Regions from separate parts of the Salmo salar genome. Here region 2 is linked to region 1. Evidence: chromatin contacts called from public Hi-C data. All regions are on one chromosome and are shown on one strand. Each heading gives the region's core, a stretch centred on a gene start, on an enhancer-like site or on the middle of the called end of the contact. The rest is flanking DNA. Distances are from core to core; before and after follow the strand shown.

Region 1 (3,476 bases), core at 407-2,906:
GCATGCAATGATTACATCAAGCTTGGGACTTTACAAACTTGTTGGATGCATTTGCTGTTTGTTTTGGTTATGTTTCAGTTAATTTTGTGCCCAACAGAAATCAATGGCAAATCATGTATTGTGTCATTTTGGAGTCACTTTTATTGTAAATAAGAATTGAATGTTTATAAACACTTCTACATTAATGTTGACGCTACCATGATTACAGATAGTCGTGAATGATGAGTGAGAAAGTTAGATGCACAAATATACACGCTAACCTCTCACCATTACAATAACTGGACGTTAGCATTTTTTGGGGGGTGTTATATTTCTCCTCATCATTATTCACGATTCATTCAGGACTATCCGTAATTAAATTAAAGCTGAAAGTCTGCACTTTAACCTCATAGTCATTGTATAATTTAAAATCCAAAGTGCTGGAGTACAGAGCCAAAACAACAAATGGTCACTGTTTCAATACTTTCGGAGCTCACTGTATGTTCCAATGCCATCTTTAGTGGGCAAGATAAAAACAGATATGGAGAAAATGAATTTCCAGACTCTGATTTTCTACAGGTTTGCCTCAACAGTAGCTCAAAGCCATAGCTTAAATGTAAAATATAAATGGACCAACACTGTTAGATCTATAGAAAGTTACAGTATATCAGCCTCCAATGTACTGTAACCTTGCCAAATATCCATTATTCTCTCTTGCCATACCCGTCTCTGCCAGTTCTACTTGTATTTTTTAATCACCTATTACATTACTGGTAGGGTACCTGAAATGACTGTCTATATCTTTAAGTTGGCTAAATGTCTTGCACCTTCCAATGTAGTATTCATTTGTTTCTTGCCGTCTGTCTTAATGACACTCATACTGCACTTTGAGATGCTGTGTGTTGCCTAGAGCAGAACCAATATGTGTCTTAAAGATGTAGTCCAGGATCTTAAGTGGATGATGTAATACACAATTGTGCACAATTTTCAGGGACCTGTTTGGTTCATGAGAACTAATTTTAAAACTACTGGCTCAAATTATACAAAAGCTCTGGAGCATCATTTTAATGTACAAAATAAAGTGGGCCTGCATGTTTTAACCTTTTATATTGAGCAGGTTTTACTAAAGATATGCCCCTAAACCATAGAGAGCTGGAGTAGTTTGGAGATTCCAATAGATAAAAGTTCTAGCAATACAGTCTACCACAGCCAGTTTCTCCTACCTAAACAGCCAAGTGTTATTATTCATATGACTTGGGTTAGAAGGCTTTTTTACTTGCCCAAACTCTACTGCCAAGAATAAGCTCAATATTTTAAATGTGTATTGTAGGGCACTAATGTGAATGTTAGTGTGAAAAGAATGAACTGTTTTGTTCTTAAAACTTACTTGGAAGGGATATGTTTGGAAGCAAGATTTCAGCATGTAGTAAAGCCTTTTGGGATAAAGTATCAATATGAATGTGTGGTATTAAAGTATTTCTATTTCATCATGACTGCCTGGTTGTACATTGTAAACATTAGAACAGTTGGCTAAACACAACAAACATGGTGATATAATACATAGCTATGAATATGTCCTTACATGCATTTTTGAAAATGGCAATAAAACCTGAATAAAAAAAAACATTGACAGTTCAACATCTGACAGATGTGAGAGTGACAGCTACCGGGGGTGTCGCTGTTTCCATTCCAACCCGTACCGCAGCTGATGATTCGTGGCTGTCGTGTTTTGGTCTCTGCTAACGCCGGAGTCTGAAGATGACAGCGAGAAAGTCTGGGTCACGACTCGAGACCGAGATAGAACGATGCCGTTCGGAAGGGCAATGGGACAAGATACCAGAGCTTGTACGGCAGTTGTCTGCCAAACTAATATCAAACGGTAAGAAATATGTCTGCGATTCGTGATTTACTTTTGCTCTGCGGTTCATTCAGCGATTTGGGGCCTGGACAGGGAGCAGAATCCAAGGGCTTTCTTAACCACGTCAACGTGAATGCAATTTCCATTGCGAGTTGGTTCCAGCTAGCCAGCCATTTCTAGGTCATCTGTAAAAACGAAATAATTATCTTGAAAAACCGTAATGGCTTATAACTATTTATCGAAAACACCAAAGCTCATTTGAGTGTGCATACGCGCTCACTTCCTATTTCTTGTTTTGACAGTTTTCTGTAATTTAAACCAGGGCTAGCCAGCCTAGCTACCACCGTGTGCCTAGCTAAACTTGTCTTGGGCAGAGAGTATTCCCGGCGCTATGCATACTGGTTGAACGTTCTCACCCAGGAAAATGTTGTAAAATATTTCACTGAGCTAGCTAGCTGTCTTACCAGTTGCATAAGGTAGACTCCATAAACATTGTTTAAGAATCGAACGTTACTTGTACTCCTGGCTGCATATCAATGACATCATAACATCGGGGCGACTAACTACTTAATGAAATCAACAAAAACTCAATTGAAATCTTTGAGCAATGAGTATCCCTCAAGGAGGGGAGAAATATTTGCGTTCTTGGCAGATTTGGGTTCCGTTGGTCGTCACTAGTTACCACAGCCACAAAGTCATGAACCTGCCTATTTCTAAAATGTATCTTCTTAAAATCTAATTTGACACCTAATCTTAACCACACTACTAACCTTATTCCTAACCCTAAATGAAGACTAAAAAGCACGTTTCTGTTTTCATAGGTTTTACGATATAGACAATCTGTACTTTGTGACTGTGGTAACTAGTGGAAAACCTGTAAGCAGGAAGTCACTGAGATGGTATGATGATGTCATATTGCTGACTTCACCTTGAAATATGTTATTTTGGAATTAATGTATGTTTGTTGATGTAAATTGACAGGCATACCTATGTCAGTCAGACCAGAGGGTCTCACTCTCCTGTCATGCATAATGGGCCAGTTAAACTCATAACAAACTGGATTAGCCTACAAGTCACCTTAAAATGATAAAAAGTGTGGCATTGAGGGGTTGAATAATACTACTAATCTTGTACAAACCAAGGCCTATAATCTTCTTCTAGTCTTACAAACATTGCACCACACCAGGCTTCTCAATGTGTAGTGAATTGTCTTTTTGCATCAAGGAGAATGAGAGAGTTAGCCTGCCCAGTTCCAACCAGCAGTTTTGGTCCTCCCAATTTAGAGCTCGCCAATTTGTAGTCCTTATAACCGGAAATGAGTTACTTCTGGTTCGTTCAGCCATTCATATGGGAAAAGAATAGGGTTTTAGGATCAATGGCGAAAATAAGGTCTGAGGTTAACACAGGCTTAGGAGATCTTATACGTTTTGTTCTTTGCTATAGTATGTCAGTTAACATGATATTCATGAATAATGAAGCCTTTATGTGCTTTGTTTTTTTTAATTTGATTACATACAGTAAATGCTTCATAATTCACAAAGTGAGGTTTGCTCATGAAAATTATCTCGTAGAACAAAACGTGTAAGATCTCCTAAACCTGGGTTCAACAGAGACCATATTTTCGGCATTTATCCCAAAA
Region 2 (3,476 bases), core at 501-3,000, 140 kb before region 1:
TCATAACATTTGTCTCTTTGCTGGAAAAGACAGCAATACAGAATGGTTATCCAAAGGTAAAAGGGTCACTGAGAAAAACATGATGTCACAGTGAATAAGAAAACCATTTACTGTAACCAGAGATACTTCACAAGAGGTTGGTTCCTGCCTCAAGGTCATAGTACATATCATCTTTCACATCTCTGAAAGGCACAAATGGGCAACCTCAATTGGAATCATGAGAAAGTAAGGAGGGAAGGGATATCCCTATTTCAGTAAGGAGCCAACAACACAAGCTTTTGGTCTGAAAGTATAATAGTAGGTAGAGAGCTTACAGACTCGCAGAGGTAACCCTGTCCGGCCATGTCATGGAGACTCAGCCCTAGCTGTGTTTGCTAGGGATGGGGGAAAAGTGTGACACCAATCAGGCCCCCGAGGACTGGAATTGCCCAGACCTGCTCTAAACGCTCTGCAACGTGATGTAAAAGCTGTTGAATTCTGTTTAGTTGTAGTTAATTCTTTTGAAGCAGAGCGGCAGAGCGAAAGGCCTATGAACTACATCTTCCGTTTAAGAATGAAATGGAACTCAACAGCCTTTACATCATGTTGAATAAACCCCTAGCTTACAAATACACTATGTCTCATCATCACGGCATTCATGTCGCCTTTTAACACCAGCCTTTGGGCTAATGTGAATGTACACAGAGGTAATTCTGCTCAAGATTAGCACAAAACTTTGTGGCTCCAAAACGACTAATATGCAGAGTACTCACTTGCACTTTACTCCTGCTTTGTCTCCAAAGTTCAGAAAACAGTCATAGCTTATCATCGCCTCATCTCCTGTCATGGATGACACTTGGTGTTTGTCCAGCAGAAACCACAGGATCTATATAACAGAAAGAAGATTTTGGTAAAATAATTAGGTTTGATTACTTGAATAGACTTATGCACTTTTCCGGTGCTTGTAAAGCTTTCTATTTTAATAAACATTTGTTTGATTCTGCCAGATGTTAGTCTCACCTGTAACTCCTCATTTGTTCAGAAGCTCCAGGCTCTTCCTCTGCAGAAAGATGGCTCTGGACTCCTCTAGCAGTTTCTGTCTGAGAACTTAATCCTCTGCAGGAAGCTATATGGGTCACAAAGATAAAAGACTTCATTAAACATGATCCTTTCAGCCCCTCAAAAAAGTAAAACAGAAGCAGGCTAATGATAGAAAACGTCAATAATATCATAATTATTTTAGGCTATAAAGCTGTTAAAAAATTGTTGATTAGTTAAAATGTTTAGTTAGAATGTTAGAGATTGTCAGAAAATGCAATTGCTTGCCCTGTAGTAGAAGCGTGGAATGTTCTTGTAGTTCTGTGCTCTTTAGTAAAGAGTATTGTCTCGTCTACTTTCTTCTCCTCAGCCCTCTGATCTGAACAGAAATTGATAAGTCAACGTAACAGGTTGACACAATAAGGCTGTGTGAAGGTTCAATCATTGAAATACGTGGGTAGATGGCTAGTGTGGCTACCTGTAGTTAGTTATCTAGCTGAATAGGTACTTCTTACTCAAAAATAAAGAAGCAACGTTAACTAGCTATTCAGGTTTCTATGAAATTTGCCTAGCTAGCTAGTTAAATAAACACAACCAATATATGGATGCAGCAAACCATTCATGGAGGATGCCAATCTTCTTTTCAAAAGCTCTTTCCAGTGCACTAACTTATCGTTTGACATTTTACTTCTGTTTGTTCGTAATAACATGAAAACTAGCAAACCAAAGTCATGATAACTTCTTAACTCCAGCGTCTCTAAAATCTCTAAACAATCGTAGCTCGCTTGGGATTGGTCGGCTATCGACGTGACCTCTGAACTGAAATGTCACACGATTGTGACGTCATGATATGCGACTTTCTGATCACAGGCATGCCTTCTTCTGCAGGTGAATACTCCGTAAAGTGTTATTTAGCTACATTTATTTAGCCAAATTATCATCCAAAACAAGTGCATGTAGATATTGGGTCTCCGGACTCCTTATCGAAATAATAAAACCGGCAAGCTGGTTGTTTGTTTATAGGCAATGTCAATTAAAGTCTCTAGCTAGCTAATTAGTTTGAACCTCGTTTCTTAAAGTATCCCTGACTTCACTTGACTGTTTTTTTTGTTCAACACAGACATGAGACAGCACATCTGACAGTGTACAGTAGTAGTATATTGTTACTAACTATGAGCTCCCTCCTGATATTAAAAACAAGAATATGTCTGAAATACATTAGCCCACTCTTTAATCCAAGCACTGCTGGCTTTACTCCCCTGAATAATGTGATTAGCAAGCTATCAGTTAGTTCCAGACTTTTATGCACTAAAGGAGGGAGTAGACATGCAGGTAACAATAGGAAAGAGGACAGACAGAGGGAATTCAATATCAGAGAGAGGCTCCCTTTTCCCAAGTCAGTGTTTGCTGCTGGGACAGCCAAGAGAACTGCTGAGTACCAAAAGAAGAGGGCTGAGGAGGAACCAGACTTCCCCAGAAAGAACAAGAGAGTGGAACCCCCAGACCACCCTCTCACTGCCTCAGAATGGAAGAGCCTAAAATTGACTTCACCGAATCCTGATCGCTTTGACGTCCGGATGATTTCATCAATGCTGGCCGATGGGACAGACATCAACGTGGCCAAGTCCCTGCTGGCCTATGTTGCCATGGATACCGGTACGCTGTCTTACGAGCTGCTACTGCGGTACCTCACCCTGTGTGTCGGCAGCGGCCACCACTCTGAGGTGTTTGACATGTATGATATCATGAGGAGCCGGTTCAGGACATTAGACACTGGAGCCTCCAGCCTGTTCATAAAAGGCTTCAGCAGGACAGAACGCTGGAAGGAGGCGCTGACCATTCTGGAGAACATCAAGAGGGCTATCACGCCATCACCGCGTAACTACGGCGATACCATCGCTGGGGCGGTGCTGCATGGTGACGGTGACACTGCTTGGGCCCTGTATGCTGAGCTGATGGAGAAGGGCCTCATTCCCAACCAGGAGACATGGCAGGCCCTGTTCCAGTGTGGTCTCTCTCATCAGGGCCACGAGGACGGGCTGCAGGCCATCCTGCTCCATATGAGGGACAACCAGATCTATCCCGAGGAGACTCTGGCTAAAGATATCAAAGCTTGGTTTGATAGGTAAGTCCTGAATATAGGTTACTAAATAAGCCTACAATCACACAATGTTATTGGGACAAAGCATGGGCTGTGCCTATTTTGGTTTGATTATGATATCTTCTCCTGCCAGTCTTCCAGAACAGAAGTGGATTGGAAGCTGGTCCACCGTAGACCCCAGGTAACAACATAAACATTATTTTCATTTTCTTCATTAAACCATTAGACCTAATGAATTCAGAGTTTGAATCAGCACTTCATACACCACTACTTCTATACTTCTACTTCTATTCGAAATCTAGATGGCTGGAAAATGGAAATTCTTTATTAACCTCTGACCCTGTTACCTTTGCCTTTT

Evidence for each region. A called contact is a pair of places that touch in the nucleus more often than the background predicts.
Region 2: a Hi-C map of gill shows a contact between it and region 1, with 2.5 times the contacts expected there. The contact joins the promoter of LOC106600826 here to the promoter of ttc7b in region 1. A contact is called at or near these places in 2 of 3 Hi-C or Micro-C datasets (gill and muscle).

What each region holds. Positions count from the first base shown.
Region 1 is chrssa01:35,368,246-35,371,721 of Ssal_v3.1, reverse strand. It overlaps ttc7b (tetratricopeptide repeat domain 7B), which reads left to right and starts at 1,656. Exons shown (of 21, transcript XM_014193280.2): 1 at 1,656-1,858. The coding sequence starts at 1,738.
Region 2 is chrssa01:35,503,935-35,507,410 of Ssal_v3.1, reverse strand. LOC106600826 (serine/threonine-protein phosphatase 2A regulatory subunit B'' subunit gamma) reads right to left here and starts at 1,750. Exons shown (of 12, transcript XM_045694748.1): 1 at 1,742-1,750; 2 at 1,306-1,338; 3 at 1,016-1,105; 4 at 1,000-1,014; 5 at 753-865; 6 at 607-658; 7 at 315-374. The coding sequence starts at 1,750. It overlaps prorp (protein only RNase P catalytic subunit), which reads left to right and starts at 1,631. Exons shown (of 8, transcript XM_045717297.1): 1 at 1,631-3,142; 2 at 3,252-3,299. The coding sequence starts at 2,190.